3 separate regions of the Mus musculus genome follow, and all the other regions are linked to region 3. The links are chromatin contacts, called in public HiChIP or PLAC-seq and promoter capture Hi-C maps. All regions are on one chromosome and are shown on one strand. Each heading gives the region's core, a stretch centred on a gene start, on an enhancer-like site or on the middle of the called end of the contact. The rest is flanking DNA. Distances are from core to core; before and after follow the strand shown.

Region 1 (2,700 bases), core at 82-2,581, 1.8 Mb before region 3:
ATCTTTTGAATAATGTAATTAAGAATTCATTAGGGGGGACTTAAAAAAATGACAGAAAGCAATGTGTGTGTACTCCCTCCTCTGAACTCCCAAAATGTATCATACAGTTGATGATTAAAAAAAAAAAATCAGCAGAGAACCAATTAGAAAATACTGGCATTTCATTTACAAAATACTGACATTAAAATTCAATGAGGAACAAATATATGTTTGAATTTATTAGAAATTATGTTAAATCAGGATTAAAGATCATTTTTATTATTTTAAAATGTGCTCATAATATGACAAAGGACTTAACCAACAGTCTTTTCCTGAAAAGATCCCTCAGCGTTCCCTGTGTGAACCTTACAATATTGAAGAAATTCACTTTGTTCCTGGATAACTGATTTAAATGAGAAATGGCAAACTTCTCTTTCTATTCTTTGCTTTATTTTAATTTAAATGATGAAGAGGTTTAAAACAGACCCGAATGAATGCAACAGCAGGTTAATTTGCCTGTAACAAAAGCAAATGCATCTCTCTCTCTCTCTCTCTCTCTCTCTCTCTCTCTCTCTCTCTCTCCTCTCTCTCTCTCTCCTGTTAAGGAACAGGAGAGAGGAAGGATGGGCAAAAAATGATGGTGGCGCTTCTCAGAGTTCAGACATCTCAGGGAGATTAGCACCCCTGACCTCAATTACAGCATCCACATGCATCCACTCCTGGGTAAGAGGCCAGCCAAGAAAAGGCCAGAGTTTGTTGACATCAAAGCTTAGTGACTAGAGTCTAGGAGACTTCTCTACCTGGGTAACAATAGTGCATGTTAGTGTGTGTGTGTGTGTGTGTGTGTGTGTGTGTGTGTGTGTGTGTGTGAAAGGGAACATTTGAATCTTGGAACTACATCTTCATAGCGTAATTGACCATCTCTCTTTACTGTGGAGAGTGAGCACATTGCACACGGTGCTCTGTGTCTTTCCTTTGGTTTGTTACAGGTAAGGTGATATGAGCATAAAATTTATTATATCCTTTCCATCAGTTGCTTTGTCAATTACATGAGAAGCTCCAAAATCAAAAGAATGAATGAATTCATTGGCTTTCATTGTTAAGTATTTGATCATTTGTATTAACACATGGGCTCAAATTCCTTTGTTTCACTACTTTCTGATTTACTTAAAGTATACTGCCTTGAAGACTAAATCAACTTAAAGGAGCTGCATCTGAGCCTTAAGGAGCTGTGCACATTGACCTGGGAACAGCTCCATTTTCCTGTTTCCACCCGGCCCCCCAGGGGAGCTAGGAGCTAGGCTCTTAACTCACAGTTAGGAGAAGGTAAATGATCTAATGACCTTCTCTGAAAAGTTAAAAATAAAAACACCCCTGCCCCTGATGGAATTACTCCTCCAGATGGTCTTTGGGGGCTTAGTGCTGACTGAAATCTTAAGGTTTCCATTTTCATTCCGAAGATCACTTCTTTACATGATTTCTCCTAGCTAATTGGAAACAGTATGACCTAATGGAAGGAACAAAGGATAACGGACTGCAAATGTTGAGGTTTAATCCAGGCCCTGTCAGTGACTACTGCTTAGCGTTTCAACCACATTACATAGACCTTTCAGCTTTATTTTGCTGTATTTATTTTGTGTATGAGAATTTCTAACTCCAGAGTAGTGTATGCCCATAAGGACAAGCAGGGGATGAGAGACATTGCTCTCTTGCAGTATTATTATAAGAGCAATATTATTTGTAAGAGATACAGGTATTCATGCTCTTGAAATGTGATAGAGAGATTAACACACACACACACACTTGATACATTTACTTGCTACTGTAGTCTGAAACCTATATTTTAATCCACTATGAAGTCAGGGTGGAATTGCTGGAAAATCCCTTGTACAAGTGGCTAGGGTTGAGGTCAGTTGATCTAACACATTTCTAAAAGCAAAGATATATTTCATCCCAGTTTACAAAAATAAATGTAATCTTATTGTTATGAGGTCAAAAAACTATCTTCTAGGTACTCTTTAAAATAATGATCTATGCTGCCATTATTTAAACACAAAACAGAGTTATCTGAAAGGGTAGGGAACATAAATTGAAAAAAATGCCTCCATAAGATAGAGCTATAATGAAAAAAAAAGATAGAGCTATAAGGCATTTTCTTAATTACTGATTGATAGAGAGGATCCAGCCCATTGTGGGTGGTTCCATGCCTGGGCTGGTGGTCCTGGGTTCTATGGGAGAGCAGACTGGGCAAGCCATTAAAAGCAAGCCAGTAAGCAGCACCTCTCCTTGTCCTCCGCATCACTTCCTGCCCCTAGGTTCCTGCCTTGTTTGAGTTCCTGTCCTGACTTCCTTCAGTGATGAACAGTGATATGGAAGCCTAAGCCAAATAAACTCTTTCCTCCCCCAACTTGCTTTTGGTCCTGGTGTTTTTCATCCCAACAATAGAAGCCTTAACTAGGACAAGGTGTGTGAAGAAGGCACAAGGTAAGGCAAAGCAGGTAACAGATTCTCCTTCCAGTTGTGAAGAAGTGAATGTTCCTGACATCTATTTATGGGGACTTTCAAGACCCAAGGTCATCAGCCATGATACTGAAGAAAATATATAAATTGGATTAGTTCTTCCAACCTGAAATGAGTTGGAAGCAGACCCTTCACTGCTGGATCCTGCTACCAAGGGAAAGTAAATGTAAATTTATTTAAGCAGTGAAGAGGTAACTTACA
Region 2 (2,700 bases), core at 199-2,698, 1.2 Mb before region 3:
TCCTTAGTACACTTGGGGTGACTTACACTACACATAAGTCCCACATCTTTAGCTCTTCTCAAATGATTCTGTTCTGAGTTTCCTTTCCCTCCAGAGTGAGGTGGGGAGAGAGAAACAGACAGACAGACAGACAGAGACCAAGACACACACACACACACACACAGACACAGAGAAAGAGACAGAGAAACAGAGACAGAGACACTGACAGAGAGACAGAAAGAAACAGAGGGACAGAGAGACAGAGAGGGACAGAGAAACAGAGACAGACAGAGACAGAAAGAGACAAAAGAGAGAGATAGAGAAAGACAGAGATACAGAGAGAAGGACTAAAGTTGGCTTGTAGATATCATTATACACATTTTCTCAATAACAATCTATGCATTTATTTTATTCATAATTTATTTTGTACTATGCAAATCCATTTTCTTTCAAAATTATCTTCTTTGTAGAAACAAAAAAATAAATTGGACTATTTTTGGATAAGTGATTCTGAGGTTCTAATCTTGTCACAGCAGAAGATGCTCCCAGTGTCCTCTATTCTAAAATGGAAGACTATACCAGTCTATCAGCTTAATTACAAAGTCCATTTAAAGAAAACTCCCTATGGGGTTTTGGAGTTTGGATCTTTCCTGTGTACAATTATCATCACCCAGTCCATGCATAAAATTACTCTGTTCTGGGTTCTCAGTTTAAAATTGTTTTTAATGTTGGTGGAGATAAATACGGCATGTGAACAAACACGGTTTGCTGCTCAATTGTTCAAAATCGCACTCATAAACAACTGTGGTGCTTATTAATGCTAAAAATATGTGAAGTTGCAGTGACTCTGCATTTGAAGTCTAGTATGTGCCATTTGTTTTATTCATGATAAACAGATCATTTAGTTGGAAAAATCCCATCTGCTTAGATATATCTCTTATTATTTATGAGAACCATGTTTAGGAATGCAGGAAGCACATGTGCATAATTAGTCCTGAAGAGAATTAGACATTGTTTGATTCACAGCTGAATGCAATTAGCATTAGGAAGTTTACATATGTTGGCAATAACACAGATTAGCAACTAAAGTGCTTGTTAAAAAATTTAACCTGAGGCTGCTGGAGCAGACCTCTCTTAATGATGCTTTAAATGTTGTTGATGAAGTAATAATCAATTTTGTTTTATAAATAGTAAATCAAGAATTTAGGTCTAATTAACAGTGCTACAGATCACTTCACTTACATATCAGATGTACTTGTGATGTGTGCTATGAACTTTCTTTGAGGCTTGTGTGCAAACAGTTGCTATGAGGAAGATATAATCCTTTCTATTTTAGAGAAGAAAAGAAACAATTGCCCAGCCAGGGAAGAGTGGGGTGTCTACCTTTTGGAAGGACTCACCCAGAGGTGTGGAGCAGGAATGCTCTGTCTTTGTCCCACTGCTTTTAATTGCAGGAAAGTGAAACAATGCCTTCTTGTCTCAGACAGAGTCATTAGGCAGCTTTACAGACTGTGAAGCAGAGGCATCTAATAGGGAGGGAGGGGAGAAGGAAAGTGATGAAAATGAGGCCGAAGGTAAAATTGAGCTGTAATTGTTTGCACTTCAACTTTGAGAAGTTCACCATTAATTAAAATGTTTCTGCACCACTCACCACCAGAGTGGCAAGGAAGGAGGCTGGGCTGATCAAGAGGCAACCCGGGAGCCCTCCAGAAACACGCAAGGTCTCTGATGAGAGAATATCTCCCGTGTACAAATATGGCACAGTCACAGGGTGCAGTCAGGCACACTCTCCTGTGACATGGTTCCAACAGCCCTTATTTGTGGTTTTCATTTTCCCTGGACCTCATTATAAAGTAGGATCACAGGTTTTCATAATGCATGGAAATAAAGAAATGCTATATTCAGGAAATATTGAGTGTGTTTCACAGAGTCTAATCTTTCATTTGTTTTTTAAATGTGTATCTTAAGAAATCTGAGCTATAGATGCCTTTCACAGTGATGTTTGCTTCAGAGTCAGTAACAGATTTTGTCTTTTGAGTCATAATCTCTTGTGTCTCCTGCTAACCTCCAACTCACCCTGTAGTAAGGAATGACTTTCAGTTTTCGATTCTCTGAGCTACAAACACTGAGTACTGTATTATAGTCTCATGGCATCACATCTAATATATGAAGTAGAGATGATAAATCACAGGCCTTTGTGCATGCTAGAGAAGCACTCTAACAATATCACCTCCTCAATATCACTGTTTTCTTTGATACCTAAGATAGCAGGAATATGTCACAACACTTGGGAACAGAATAAGAAGGCTGAGGAGTTCAAGGTCACCCTTGGCTCAAGAGTGAATTCAACAGCAGCTTAGACTGAGTCCCTGTCTTGAACAAACAAAATAAAGCAGGCCAATAGCACAACAGGACAAAAATAATCTGAACAGTGATAACATCTTAGAGTCACTTATTTGTCATTATTATTAAGAAGCATTAGTTACTGATTAAATATTGAATCAGGATTTGCATTATGTAGCATTCAGTCCTTATGACTCTCCTGTGACAGTTATTGTGGTCCGGATGAGGAGTGAATTTGTGAATACTTTGCTGTAGGAGTGAAATGCAGGCATGATCTGGCACTCAGCCTATCCTGGCATACTGCTCCTCTAAATAACAATCATGGCACAGCATGTGCCTGAGTATGCCCAGAAGTTAGCACACTGAGTTCTGTAGTGG
Region 3 (2,700 bases), core at 152-2,651:
GAAGAAAAAAGGAAGGAAGGAAGGAAGGAAGGAAGGAAGGAAGGAGAGAAGGAAGGAAGGAGAAAGAAAAAAAAAGGCTAGGGAGAAACCCTTTCTCACCAAGGTGTCTGTGCCCCTCCCACATGCCCTCTCCCAGGGGCTGCAAGCTGTGACACCCACACACAGAACAAGGAGCACTTCCCAAAGTGGAAGGAAAGTAAAACCAGGACGGATCCATTGGGAAGCCGCAGGCCTTGCTGGCTAGCAGACAAGTGGAAGAGAGTGATCAGGAGTGGCCCGAGAAATGCATGGTTATCTCAGGAGTCACTAGGGGCCAGGAGTTTCTTAACTAGAGAGAAAAGAAGTGTCCCCTTGATGCCTCTCTGGTTCCTGGATAAGTACTTCTGAGATGAAAGCAGAAGTGCTGAAGACCCAAGAAACGCGCACTTGCCCGCTTTAGTAAATAAAGGTCAGCAGTCTCATCAATAAAGTGTGCGCTTCTAACCACCACATGTTTCTACTGCTGTCTCTCTTCCCTAGAGGGAGTGGGAGGGAAGAGGGAAAGACAACAAACATTTTTTTATAAGAGTAAACAAACGCATCTGGTGTTTCGACACATTTCTTCCTCCAGCATCTCTGGACGATACAACAATCTGCATATTCAAAACGAAAATAAATAAATAAATGAATAAATAAATAAATAATTCATCCCGGAGCCCACAGAGAAATCTCATTTTCCTGCACACCCCTTTCCCCATCACACAGCAAAATGCAAAGAAACAACAAGTGGCGATGTTGGGTCTCGACGCAAATGCGACCCCTGCCCTATGTGGAAATCTGACACATGTCACCCTGGCCCCGCAGCGCGGAGCAGCAGGCTCTGGGGCGAAACTTTGCTGCGCGACCGGATCAGCGTGGAGCAAAGTCGCAGTCTGGCCGCGCGTGGCTGTGCTTGGGACAGGGTGGGGTGCGGAGTGCAGAGCGTCTGAGTGAGGGCGAAGAAACTTACCGCGATCGGGGACCCCGAGGGCAGCGTCCCAGGAGGTGGCACCCGCTGTGCACCCAGGCAGAAGCCCCGGAACAACACACCCACGCTCGAGTCCCGGCAGCCGCGGCCGCGAGTTCGGGGACACCAGGGGAGGGGGGACCCGAGGAAGCTGCGGCGGGAAGTCGCGGCCGCGGCATAAATGCCCTGGGCGGGCACTGACGGATGAACTGCTGGTGGCGCCGGGCTCCGGCCGGGACGAAGCTGCGGCCGGGGAGCTGCACGCGCCGGCGTGTCTCGCGCTTTCTCGGAGGCTCGCGCTGTCTCGCGCTGGCAGCTCCCCCCACAACCCGGATCTCTGTATGTATGTGTGTGTTGGTGTGTGTGTGTGTCTGTGTGTATGTGTGTGCGCGCGCGCTTGTATGTGTGTGTGTGTGTGTGCGTATGTGAGTGTATGTGTGCGTGCACCGGCGGGCGCGCGCACCCGGGCGCGCGCGCGAGTTGTTGGCGATGCAAACTATGCACACACTGAGAGCAGAGCAGCTTCTCCTATGAGGGGCGGGCAGGGGGAAGGGACCTCCTAGAACACTCTTAAGTACTGTTGGGGCACTTGTTTTGTCTTACTTTGCTAAGTTGGGGTTGTTGTTGTTGTTGATGATGATTATGATGATGATTTTTTTAAAGTGGTTTGAACTCCATCAATCTCTTCATGCCCCCCCCCCAACTTTTTCCAGAGATGGGAGAAATCGCGGGCCAGAATGTTGCTGGGCTTTGCGGTGGAGCCTCCTGGATGACGTCAGGTCCACCTGCTATGTAAACAACTTGCTAGAGAACTTGTTTGTTCTGCCCCGTTTCCCCCACCCCCACCCTTCTCCCCACCTCCAGCTCCGCCTCCTCCTGCCGCCCCAGACGGCGAGTCGGGGATGGGGGTGGGGAGGGAGGCGAGAACAAAACCGTATGCTGTATTGGCACAGCCGAGTTGTGTCTGCTGCTTCTTGGCAGTCCCCAAAGTACGTCCTCTCAGCAGACGGAGCTGCTGGCAAATGAAACAGGGGATTCCACGTGAAGTGCAGAAAACCTAGAAGGGATCCGAAGCCTTTGGTGGCAGGTAGTTAAAGCACAGAGTGTCACAGAGGGAGCCCGCGCCAACACAGCCACGCTGATTGGCCTTTCTCTCCTGTGTGTGCGCCTCTGCGGCCTGGATGGAGAGGCAGAACCTTTCTCACTCTTGGTTGTCGTGGCTCCTGTCTCACTTGGGGCCAGTACTGCTAGGGCTTCCATGTAGTCGCGCAGCCCAGGTCACCGAAGCGGGACTTGGAAAAAGAGATGGCACCACCAAGGTGTAATTTTGTTTTTAAAGTATGAGGCTTTGGGGACTGACTGGATCAATGACTAGGGAGAAAAAAATAACAGGAATGAAAGAAAAGTAGAAATTGCCAGAACCCGCTCGCAGTGCACTTCAAAGCTGTGTCCCCGGTGTTGGGGGATGCTCCGGCTCGGTTTCTGCCACCAGGTCCCTCCTCCACTGTGCGTGGTGCGACCTAGCTGGCTGGTCTGAGCAGGACCAAGAAAGAGATGACAGAGAAAGGGCCGGAGGAGATCAAGGCGGGCCCTGAAGGGTCTTGTGACTTGAATCTGGGAGGGTGTTTCTAAGATGCCCCTCTCCACCCTAGCTTGGGAAGGAAGTTCCTTCCTGCGGTTCTCCCGCCAGCCCCTCCCGGGCCACTGGCCCCCTA

Evidence for each region. Promoter capture Hi-C pulls out the DNA fragments that hold promoters and counts their contacts. HiChIP or PLAC-seq counts read pairs in DNA pulled down with a chosen protein or histone mark.
Region 1: a contact with region 3 is called in a promoter capture Hi-C map of second pharyngeal arch cranial neural crest, with 13 times the contacts expected there. The contact joins the enhancer-like site here to the promoter of Foxp2 in region 3. A contact is called at or near these places in 7 of 39 promoter capture datasets (the 3T3-L1 cell line, frontonasal cranial neural crest, liver and 3 more), 1 of 484 Hi-C or Micro-C datasets (cranial neural crest), 4 of 115 datasets of contacts at active chromatin or transcription factors (astrocytes, craniofacial prominence, embryonic forebrain and 1 more) and 1 of 9 other capture datasets (adipose tissue).
Region 2: an H3K4me3 HiChIP or PLAC-seq map of embryonic limb bud shows a contact between it and region 3, with 6 times the contacts expected there. The contact joins the enhancer-like site here to the promoter of Foxp2 in region 3. A contact is called at or near these places in 4 of 39 promoter capture datasets (the 3T3-L1 cell line, frontonasal cranial neural crest, liver and 1 more), 3 of 115 datasets of contacts at active chromatin or transcription factors (craniofacial prominence, embryonic forebrain and embryonic limb bud) and 2 of 9 other capture datasets (adipose tissue and liver).

Annotation. Positions count from the first base shown.
Region 1 is chr6:16,694,477-16,697,176 of GRCm38.p6, reverse strand. No RefSeq gene overlaps it. Among named protein-coding and RNA genes, the nearest start is that of Gm36669, 82 kb to the left of the region's middle. Within about 2 kb of position 1,331, at least 5 of the 459 cell types and tissues checked have an H3K27ac peak or open chromatin away from gene starts, as enhancers often do. A contact at or near this core is called in craniofacial prominence and second pharyngeal arch cranial neural crest, where this site is marked.
Region 2 is chr6:16,076,394-16,079,093 of GRCm38.p6, reverse strand. No RefSeq gene overlaps it. Among named protein-coding and RNA genes, the nearest start is that of Mdfic, 360 kb to the right of the region's middle. Within about 2 kb of position 1,448, at least 9 of the 459 cell types and tissues checked have an H3K27ac peak or open chromatin away from gene starts, as enhancers often do. A contact at or near this core is called in embryonic limb bud, where this site is marked.
Region 3 is chr6:14,900,050-14,902,749 of GRCm38.p6, reverse strand. Foxp2 (forkhead box P2) reads right to left here and starts at 1,401. Exons shown (of 19, transcript NM_053242.4): 1 at 989-1,401.